Regions from separate parts of the Gossypium arboreum genome. Here region 1 is linked to region 2. Evidence: chromatin contacts called from public Hi-C data. All regions are on one chromosome and are shown on one strand. The core of a region is the stretch at or near the end of the contact, and the rest is flanking DNA. Distances in the headings are between cores, read along the strand shown. Region 1 holds the start of LOC108477303. Region 2 holds the start of LOC108450508.

Region 1 (4,959 bases), core at 2,061-4,560, 150 kb after region 2:
AGTGCCGTATATTTCCAGCATGCACACTTAGTGCCATATATTTCCAGCATGCACACTTAGTGCCATATATTTCCAGCATGCACACTCAATGCCAATCTAAATCACCGTACACACGTATTGCCAAGACACTTAGTGCCGAAAGCAAACTTTCTACACATTTCACTATTTCTTTTACATTCAACAATGTCATCATTCCATACACATACATTTTCATTTACATATCATCTCATTAAACACAATTGCATAGATATTATGATCATTTAAAACAATACCAAATATATGCTTAATGACTTACCTTATATTGGATGAACGATTTCCAATCGACTACTCGATTATCTTTGCTTTGCCTTTGTTTGATTCTCCCTTTGATGTCTTGATCTCCTAGTATAAATACATTTAGTAGTTAAATTTCTTGCTGGATACTTATGTGTATAATTTAATGGTTTTCACTCCATTCACAACTATCCTTGTTCAAAATATCAAAACCTTAGCCAACATTCAATTAATGCATCAAGGCCGAATGTATTATCACTATTAAGGTAACCTAGTCTCAAGTATTTTCAATTCTAATGTACAACATCTCAAATTCCCATGACCGATCACACCTATTCTTACTTTCCAATATTCGAAATAATCAAAATCACCTCCTAAACACAATAGTCATGGACAATGCCGAATCCTCAAGTGTTTGAACATAAATTATTTTACTAATATAAACATTCACGAATCATATTCATAGGAAGACTGATTTCTTTCCATAGCACATTCATCATCCATACTTAGATGAAACAACCAAAATCCCTTCCTTTATACCCTAGCCGAATGCTCCAATCATCCATACAAATTACAAATTTTTGCATGGCTAAGTAGGAGCCATTTAACATGCAAGAAAAATAATCATAGGAGAAGAATTTATCATTCTAAGTAAGCTCCTATCTCCAACACTAAATCATTCGGCATTTTGCCTAGACACACACAAGAAATCTCAACTTCCTTGACCTTACCAAGAGTGCATCCACCATTCAACTTAGCATATTACAAAACCAAATCAACAAACTCAAAGCTTACCTCCTAGTAGCCAAAGGTACTTGCCGAATTGACTTGAGTAAATCTCCCTTCTTTTCACCCTTTGTTTCGGCTATAGCAAAAGAAAGAAAACATGAACATTTTTTTCTTCTTCTTTTCAAGCCATGGCAATTGTAACAAAATGAGAAAGGATGAACAACAAATTTTTTTTTTCTCCTTTCTTTTTCCTCAACTCACGGCAACAAGGGGGGGCATCCACACTCTTTTTTTTTTGTTCATCATTTCCCCTTTTTTCTCCATTTCTTTATTCTTTCTAACATGATCCATTAACTAGACATGTTTGAAACATGTTCCCTTTGCCCATGCTCTTTATTTTATTATTTCTAACATCCACCATTAGCAAAACATGTTCAAGACATGTTTTCTTTTGCCCATCTTCATTACCATGGCCGGCCACTTCCTATAGTTGGCTAAATTGACATGCAAATCCCTCATGTCTTTACTTCATGCATTATTTGGCCACTTAAAAATTCACCTATCACATTTTCAAGTCCTAACACATGGGTCCTTTCTTATAAATTAGCACCTAATTAATAAAATCAAGGCACGAAATATTTACGCATACAAATTCCACATACAATAAGCACAGAATATAACACCTAATTATTCTTGTGACTCGGTTTTGTGGTCCCAAAACCACTCTCCGACTAGGGTCACATTAGGGGTGTCACAAATAAAATGCTTATTATGTTGTGGACTGCATATGATACAGGACTGTCCAGAGTGATCTGAGATATTCACGATCAATAAGAGAAAGCAAAGTCCAATGAGGAAAGTGTATTGAAGCTTGGATCAATGACACTCAATTCTGTGAAAGCGAAGAGGGATCACAAGTAGAAAATGGTTGATGTTTGTGGACATTAATATCGTAAGCTGAAGGGGGAGTGATCTTGTTGGTACAGGGGTATCTAATTGTTTATATTTGGAAAATCCATGGGTAAACTTGGTCTCTTAATTAGCAAATTGACTAAAAAGATCAAGACTATTAATTCTAAAGAGGTCCTACTTGTAAGAGTAGCACAAGAATTTGAGTTATAGATTAGTTAGTGGAAAGGCAAGGAAGACTTTGAGGTAATTCACTTAGATGATTATGACTTTGTTCTTGGCTTGAATTTCCTTGACAAGATTAATGCTCTTTTGGTTTCTTTTTCCGATTGCATATGCATCTTGGATACTCATCAGCAACAATGCATTATGTCGGTGAGTTGAGACATGAGGGGTGAAACCAAGATATTGTTGGTAATCCAGCTAGCTGAAGGTATTCCTTATGGTGGGAATGTTGGCTTGGGAAATTGGAGTGCCAAAAGGACCTCATTGGAAATGCTAGAGGTGTGGAAAATCCATATGAATCCTGTTGAGTTATTAGTAGGGCTAACACCTATGAGAGAGGTCGGTTGTTCATCAAACTTTGTGAGAAAAGTGGTGATACAAACTAGGCAGTTAAACAGAGTAAATGCTATGATTGAGGTAAATCTCAAACACTTTTCTAGTGGTTTTCATTATGATTTATTGTTGGTTTGGCAAAGGAACAAGGATCCTTTCAGAGTTCTAAAGTAGGTAAGCCAAGGGACTTACAAACCAAAGTTGGTGGTAAAACTCAAGGTTAACCCAATGTTCAATATGGGCATGCCTAAGCTTATTTGTGCTGATCAAGGGGATCTTGATTGAGGCAAGCCACAATAGGGGCAAGTAAGAGCGATGAACTCTTACAATCGAGATGTACAAAGGGGAAATATAGTTCAAGTGATTCGACGGAAGTACTTTAGGCCGAGGCATAAGTACTTTGTTCGATAGAAGTGACTTTTCGATAGTAAAGCTAGTTGGGAACTAACTGAGGCTTTATCACAGTTCCAAGACTAGGGTGAATATTTTGTAATTTTAAAGAATTTTTGTAAATTCCTTTAAGAATCTCTACTTTGTAGATTGTCTTTAATCTCAACAATTGACGTATTTTAAATTAGACTGTTGGATCATGAAAAGCTCAACTATAAATAGGGTATTTCCCTTTCATGTGTATTGACTTTATTTTTGAGTAATAGTGACAATATCTACTTAAACACTTGGAGTGTTATTGCTTTTTTGTAGTTTTTATTTTTTGTTTGTTTTTTACTTCTTCAGAGTTTGCTTTCATTTTATTTTGATGCCTAGAAAAATTTTAGTTGTGAATTCTTATATTTCTAAAGGTAGACTCATTTAAACGAATTTGAAGCTATTTTTTTTTTTTTAACCTAAACCGCACAGTTTACTATATTTGGAAAGCTGACTTGAACTTCGAAGATACTATCAATCTCCAAACACATACTTGAAAGAATGATTTATGAACAAAACCCGCGAACTCTTAACTCCACCATCTCTCGCTCTCAATTATCGTCTCAATTTATTTCCCTTTTTTTTTTCTTTCTGAAAACATGTCTCGAAAGAGAGATAAACCCTACCTCTCCTGTCACGCCCCAGCTTCCATCTCTAAACGGCGTCGTCCTCTGCCACCTCACCCGCCACCTCCGCCGTCTTCTGAGAATGAGGCCAAGCCAAAGCCGCCACCGGCTGTTATTGTCATGGGTCTTCCCCCGAATTGCTCGGTGCTCGATTTGAAGTCGAGGTTTGAGATCTACGGTTCGATCTCTCGCATCCGCATCAATTGTGATGCTGTCGGTTACATTGTATACCGCTCTAAGGAATCCGCCGAGTCCGCCATTGCGGCTTCCCTTGATTCCTCTTTCGGCATTACCGTTGATTCCAAAAGGGTAATTATATAATTAACTGTGTTTAGTTTTTCAGTTCTTGTTTGGTTACTTTTTATAATTGAATCGGTGCTTCCTTTTGATCCTAATTTGAGTAAATTAACCAAGTTGGATAGCTTTAAGGTTGAATTAAAAATAAGAGAGTCGATTAACTTGAAATTTTTACCTTTAAAGAGGAACTGAAGTGTTATAATTTAGAGTTTTAAGGTTGCATTGAAACTAAAAGAGTCAATTAAATGGAAATTTAATTATCCTTTAATGAGGAACTCAAGTTACAATTAGAGCTTTAAGGTTGATTTGAAACTAAGAGAGTCAAATTGAAAATTCTTTAATGAGGAGCTGAATTTACAATTTAGAGCTTTTATAGTTGTAAGCTTAAAGAGTGAAGTTAGAATTTAGAGCTTTCAGGTGGAATTGAAACTAAAAGAGTCAATTAAGTTGAAAATTTTACCTTTAATGAGGAACCGAAGTTAGAATTTAGAGCTTTAAGGTTGAATTGAAACTTAAAGATTGAATTACATTTAAAGTTTTATCCTATAATGAGGAACTGAAGCTAGAATTTAGAAGTTTCAAAAAAAGAAAAGAAAAGAGTTAGAATTTGGAGCTTTAATGTTGAATTGAAACTTAAAAACTTCATCGAAATGAAATTTTAACCTTTAACAAGGAACTGAAGTTAGAATTTAGAGCTTTGAGGTTGAATTGAACTAAAGGAGTCTGTTAAATTGAAAATTTTACTTTTTAATGAGATGAAGTTCAGATGTAGAGCTTAGCAGTTGACGCTCAACATCAAGAAGTTTGAATTCTGAATTGTGATTTTGCTTGCAGGTTCAAGTTTTGTGGGCAACCGATCCTTTAGCTCAATGGAGAGACGGAATAGGGGTTAATGCTAATAACGATAAAGGGGCAACATCTTCATCAAAGCTCTTGCGGCCTGAGGTGCCTTTAAGCAGGCATGGAAGAAGTAATAAGCTTGCATCAACCATAGTCAACCCAAGAACCACTGATGATGGTTCTTCAATGTTAGAATTGCCATTTAAAGGTAGAGAAATTGTTGCCTATGATGACATTCTCTAATGCAGGACGTGTGAGTGTTCTTGGGATCTGTCTACTTTGTAACAATAGTGCTAGTTGT
Region 2 (5,472 bases), core at 2,220-4,719:
CTCTTTTAGGTGTTTTAGATTATGTATTCTTATACCTAAAACCAGCGGTTATAAATAGAATTTCAATAGGCTTTATGCTTGAAATGACCCGATTTCGGCTGAAAACACAGGCGTGTCGCCACATAGCCTATGCATTGCGCGACACGATGCCCTAATATTACCCATTTTACATTTGAAGTCTTCGTGCCGCACCACAACTTGTGTGTGGTGCAACATGCCCCTTCAACATCATATACCATTTTTAATTTCTTTTAAAATTTTGAATTTTCTATATATTTTTAAATTTTTATAATTTTATAATTTTTTCAATATTTTGAGCTTTTATATATTTTCTTGAAATATTATATATTATTTTAGAAAATTTTGAATTTTTCTAAGAATTTAAATATTCAATTTTTATAAATAAGTTTGAAATTTTTTATATTTTTAATTTTTAAATGGTTTTATTTTTATTTTTTAAAGTGTTAGAAAACATGCACAGTTAAGAAATTTACTTCAATTTTAAGATTGGAAGAAGCAGAGGAGATAGTGGGGGAAGATGATAGCAGAAGCATATTAAAAGCTGGATCTAGCATTCTTTTGATGTTATTTAACATAGATCTAGCATTCTTTTGATGTTATTTAACATGGATTTTTATGAGGACTTAAAAGGGGTTAATTTAAAATCTTGCAATTTTTAAAAAGATTAAAAGAATAATTTTCTCTTTTAGCAAGTTTAGTTAGCAATCCATTAATGAGATAATGGTTAAGTGATCATTTTGAATAATTTTTCTAATAACAGTGACTAAATTAACAAAAAAAAGTAGAATGACCAAAATAGAATTAACCCTATTTTAGGGTTATTAATTGAGTAGTTTACTCAAAATACTATTACTATCTTGTTTTTAAATTAAATTCTACTATTAGTACTTATATTCTTATATTGTGCATTAGTAATTTGGTCATTTTTCAATCTTTGGTACTTTTAAAATTTTAGCTTTTAACTAAATGATAACTATTAAATTTATTAAATTTTGCAGTTTTCAAAAATTGATGCGACCAGCATATTATCACATGCGTAATGATATATCAACTTGTTCTTACATTTTACTTATAAAAACCAATTAATAGATTAAAGGACTATTGTTTGCATTATAACTGAAATTTCAGATTTCAAAAATATAGAAATTAAAAATTATCCAATTGGAGAATATGGGCTAAAACTACAACTTTAAATATAATACAAAACTAATAATAAAATTTAACTAAACAGGTTTAACTTATACAATTTGTTCAAGACTAAAATTTCAAAAACCAAAAAATACTCGGATAAAAATTGATCAAAGTGAAGTACAAATATTAAATCCGCAGAAATTGACCTTCACGTTATCATTGTGTTTAGCCCGTTGAGATTTTTCTGTAAACCTGTAAATGTATAGAATTTTTATTTTATTTTATTTTTTCATTTTTGGAGATCATATTCATATAGAACCCGGCGTAAATGCTTAAGAAAATGAATAGTTGAAGCAATATAGTAACGGTGTTCACTTTGCAAAGGATGTTGGAAAATCCAACTGATTCGATTAATTTTCATTCAATCTCACAGACTGACAGAGGATTTAACACATGACTTTGCCTACTAATGGTTGAATTCCATGCAGCTTGGAGTCGGGATGTGAGATATAATGTTCAATTTTCTACACTTTTTCATGTTTTCAAGGATCACGGATAACAAGAAAATGAAGACCATGTATAGTTCTAAGTCTCTGCTCCTAAAAATCACAATCTTAATTATTGAATAAGGGTTTGCATATATAACAGAGATGCCCTTTAAGATTCTGATAGATGAATCATACAAATCCAGACATGCTAAAAGAAAAAGGGGCAATTTCAATAAGTAATTCAACATTAGTTTGATGCGCTCGAAGACATCTTAATATTCCGAAGGATTTGCCACATAAAAGTCGATATAAAGAAGAGAAAGATACCGGTCACAATGGCGTACCTGAGACCGAGGTTCACCAGCAAGTTTACGAGAAGCCCGGCAAACACAACACCAACGAAATTGGCTGATACAGCTGACCAGAAGGGTATTTCAAGAATCGAAGCTACAATGGCTCCAGTCCATGCTCCAGTTCCGGGGAAAGGAACAGCCACAAAAAGCATTAGGCCAAGCCATTGAAATTCTTCCACTGGCCCAGCCTTCTGTCTGGCTCTCTCAAAGAGACTGTTAAGTAACTGAGATGCAAACTGGTTTTTCCCAGCAAGAAATGTAGTAAATCTTTTCAGGTAAAGTACAATGAATGGCACTGGAACCATATTCCTGCAGTTTAATGTTACTTTTAGAAAAAAAAAATTATCATCAGCTTATTTAATTTCCCAGAACAATTATGCATAAGAAATTAACTGTTAATTTTTAGTACACTCAAGCACATGCATTAGAATAGTAAAATTAGCTCGTTCAATATCTCAAATTGCTCAAGCTTGACTTCAGAGTAATCAAACCAAATATAAATTTTACTCCTTAAACTAACCCAAATAGCTTACCAGCATATTTGCCTATTTTACATCCCTATGAATAACTTTCAGTATTATTAAAAACAAAAAACAAAAAAATGCTACCTTGACTTAAAATTTCAGTGACAAGTATGCATTCTATGGAAACTATTGAAGCAAAATTTTCCATAAGCAAACTGGTCAAAACAAAATCTTTCACAACAATTAAGCTCAACTCTATAAACATGAAGCTATAATGAACTAAAGACTTGAAAGATCCTCAATTAACGAAAAAGAAAATAAAGCTAACCCAAGAATAGATAATATTGTCAGGAGTGTAGGCTTGAGTTGCATCCAGTAACCAAGAGGAATAGCTCCCCGAAGCTCAAGAATAGGAAGCGTTGCAAGAGTGAAAACCACGGCCTCATCAGGCCAACCCAAGCCACGCAACGCATTGGCAATCTTGAGGCCAAAGCTTGAAGCTCTAATGGAGTCGGCAGCAACAGTAGCCGCTTTAGCGTCCCCAGATGCAGCGTACCAAACAAGAGACAAAGAAGCCCAGAAGACAACCCAGCAGAGGATTTTCACTGGAGCCTCCTCAAAAGAAGGCAATATTTCATCTTCTTTGCTTGTATGAGCTGAATTAAGAAACCCATTTGAGGAAGCTTTAATTCGGGTCGAAGGAATTGGAAAATACTTCCGGTTTTGAAATTTTGACCTTAAAAAGAGGTCATTGCTTCGAGCAGTAGGGCCATGTAAATGGGAGGGTAAGATATTGAGATGGGTTTTCTTCAAATAGAATGATAATGGCTGTGGCGAAGTTGCAATTGCTGGTGATACAGTAGCCATTCTAAACTACGAAATTGGGGCTATTGGAACTTTGTTTTTTGCTCCCATTAATGAAGGGGTTTTAGAGAGGAAGGGGAGCATTGTGACTTTGTGAGATTGATACAATCAATTAGAGATTTTTCTTTAATGCCTTAATGCATCATTTAGTCCTAAAGTATGCCTTTTATTCGTTCTGGTCCTCCAGGTTCTTTTCCCAAATGAGGACATAACATTTTATAATATTGACCAATATTTTTAAAATCAGACCGTTGACTAAATTGGTCAGGCCATCAATTTATCGGTCTGACCATTCTAGTTGGTTTAATTAAAAATTCTTTTCAATATTAAAAAAAATAATTTAATCGATTTTTTAACTACTTCAATTTTTCTGTACTGATTTTTTATTAGTATTTGACATTATACTTTTGAGCTTAATATAATTTACCATTATGTTTTAACTTTATTTTTAATTTTGTCACTTTGCTTTTCTTTTATTAAAGTTTGTTACTAAAATTTTATTTTTAATTGAATTTTATTATTTAATTTTAATTTAAAAGAATTTGAAGTGAAATTTTAATAAAATTAATATTATACTTAAAAATAAAAATAATAATAGAAAAACAATGATTTATATATAAAAAAGTAAACTTATTCTGTTTTTATTTTTATTTTATTTTCAAGTATTTCTTTATTAAATAAAAATTTAAGTTAATTTAATAGTTTTTAATATTTTATAAATTAGCTTATTGTTAATTATTAAAATAAAATATTTAAAATTAATTTTCTTGTTAAAATTCATTTTAAAATCATCAAAATCAATATAAAATTTAATTAAAAACAACATCAGTGGTAAAATTCAACAAAATTCAAATTTTAATGATAAAACTCAATCACATAAAATTCATTTGAAAATTTTAACCATATTCTCAAATTAATAGGGCCAATATTAGACAGAATAAAGTAAAGTGATAAATTTTAATACTTCCGGGTAGCATGGTGAAATTTTGCATTTTAACTCTAATTCTTTCTATCTTATAAAAATATCTATAGCCATTCATTATTTGTCATATGTCAAATGATAACCCCACAATACTTTATCATTCGAAAATTCTTTTTAAAAATATTTAGAATAAAAAATATTAAAATTTATAAAACTCTAAAATATATTTTAAAAATATGAAATTATGAAAAAAATGTTGAAGGAAGATTAAACTTGCACGATTACCTATATATATAGACCCGCATCCCAGACAAGCTCCTAACCTTCTCTAACATTCGCTCGGATGGTGCTACCACTATCTCCACAAACACGAGTCTTAGTAACAGCAGCTGGTGCCTCAACCTGTGGAGGCCCATCAAACCTGGCCCGTTTCTTAGGTCGCTGAACAGAGCTAGAAGGCCCCGTATCCCTCATAGTCTTAGTCCGACCTTTCTTTTAGTCCCTCTTTTTGCGTTCATTGCACTTGGCCTCCTTAACAATCTTTGCCTTGTCTACCAAGAGGGAAAAATCTCGCTCCCTCTGTGGAGCTATCAAGACCTTAAGGTCATACCTCAGCCCTTCCCCGAAACAAATGCTTTTGCTGTAACCAGTTGAGACAAGCTCACGAAAATATCTGCTCAACCTCAAAAACTTGGCCTCATACTCGGCTATAGTTATATCCCCTTGAGTAAGGCTTATAAAATAGTGTCTACGAGCCTCCACATAACTCGCACCCACGTACTTACTCTGGAAGGCATTTTTAAAATATTCCTAAGTAATCTGATCAGGTTGAGTACCCTAATCAATGGTTAGCCACCACTGGTAAGCTTCATCGCGAAGCAACGACACGCACCCTTTAATTTTTGCTCAGGAGTGTAGTAGATATCGTTCATAATCCTTTCTATGGCCCCTAACCAATATTCGGCCACAGCCAGAGTAACCCCACTAACGCCCCTAAACAACTCAGTACCATTGGACCGGAGTTGTTCAGTTACTGACCCTCGGCTCTCAAATCTAGAATGGGTCCCAACAACCCTCTCTAAAACTCTCAATATAGCTTGGGGCAATACATCATCCCTAGCCGTCTGAGCTTAAAACCTAGTCTCAGCAGTATGTGTACCCATGGTTTCACTTGTATCCAAATTGGGTATATTGCCTATCAAAGATGGCTCAGCTTGAGCTCCTCTTTG

What was found. A called contact is a pair of places that touch in the nucleus more often than the background predicts.
Region 1: a Hi-C map of leaf shows a contact between it and region 2, with 3 times the contacts expected there. The contact joins the promoter of LOC108477303 here to the promoter of LOC108450508 in region 2. A contact is called at or near these places in 2 of 5 Hi-C or Micro-C datasets (both in leaf).

The regions. Positions count from the first base shown.
Region 1 is chr5:69,688,180-69,693,138 of ASM2569848v2, forward strand. LOC108477303 reads left to right here and starts at 3,311. Exons shown (of 2, transcript XM_017779805.2): 1 at 3,311-3,830; 2 at 4,653-4,959. The coding sequence starts at 3,495. The coding sequence ends at 4,901.
Region 2 is chr5:69,533,916-69,539,387 of ASM2569848v2, forward strand. LOC108450508 reads right to left here and starts at 3,470. Exons shown (of 3, transcript XM_017748166.2): 1 at 2,786-3,470; 2 at 1,985-2,302; 3 at 1,218-1,404. The coding sequence starts at 3,324. The coding sequence ends at 1,320. It overlaps LOC128293345 (a long non-coding RNA gene), which reads right to left and starts at 197. Exons shown (of 2, transcript XR_008283527.1): 1 at 1-197.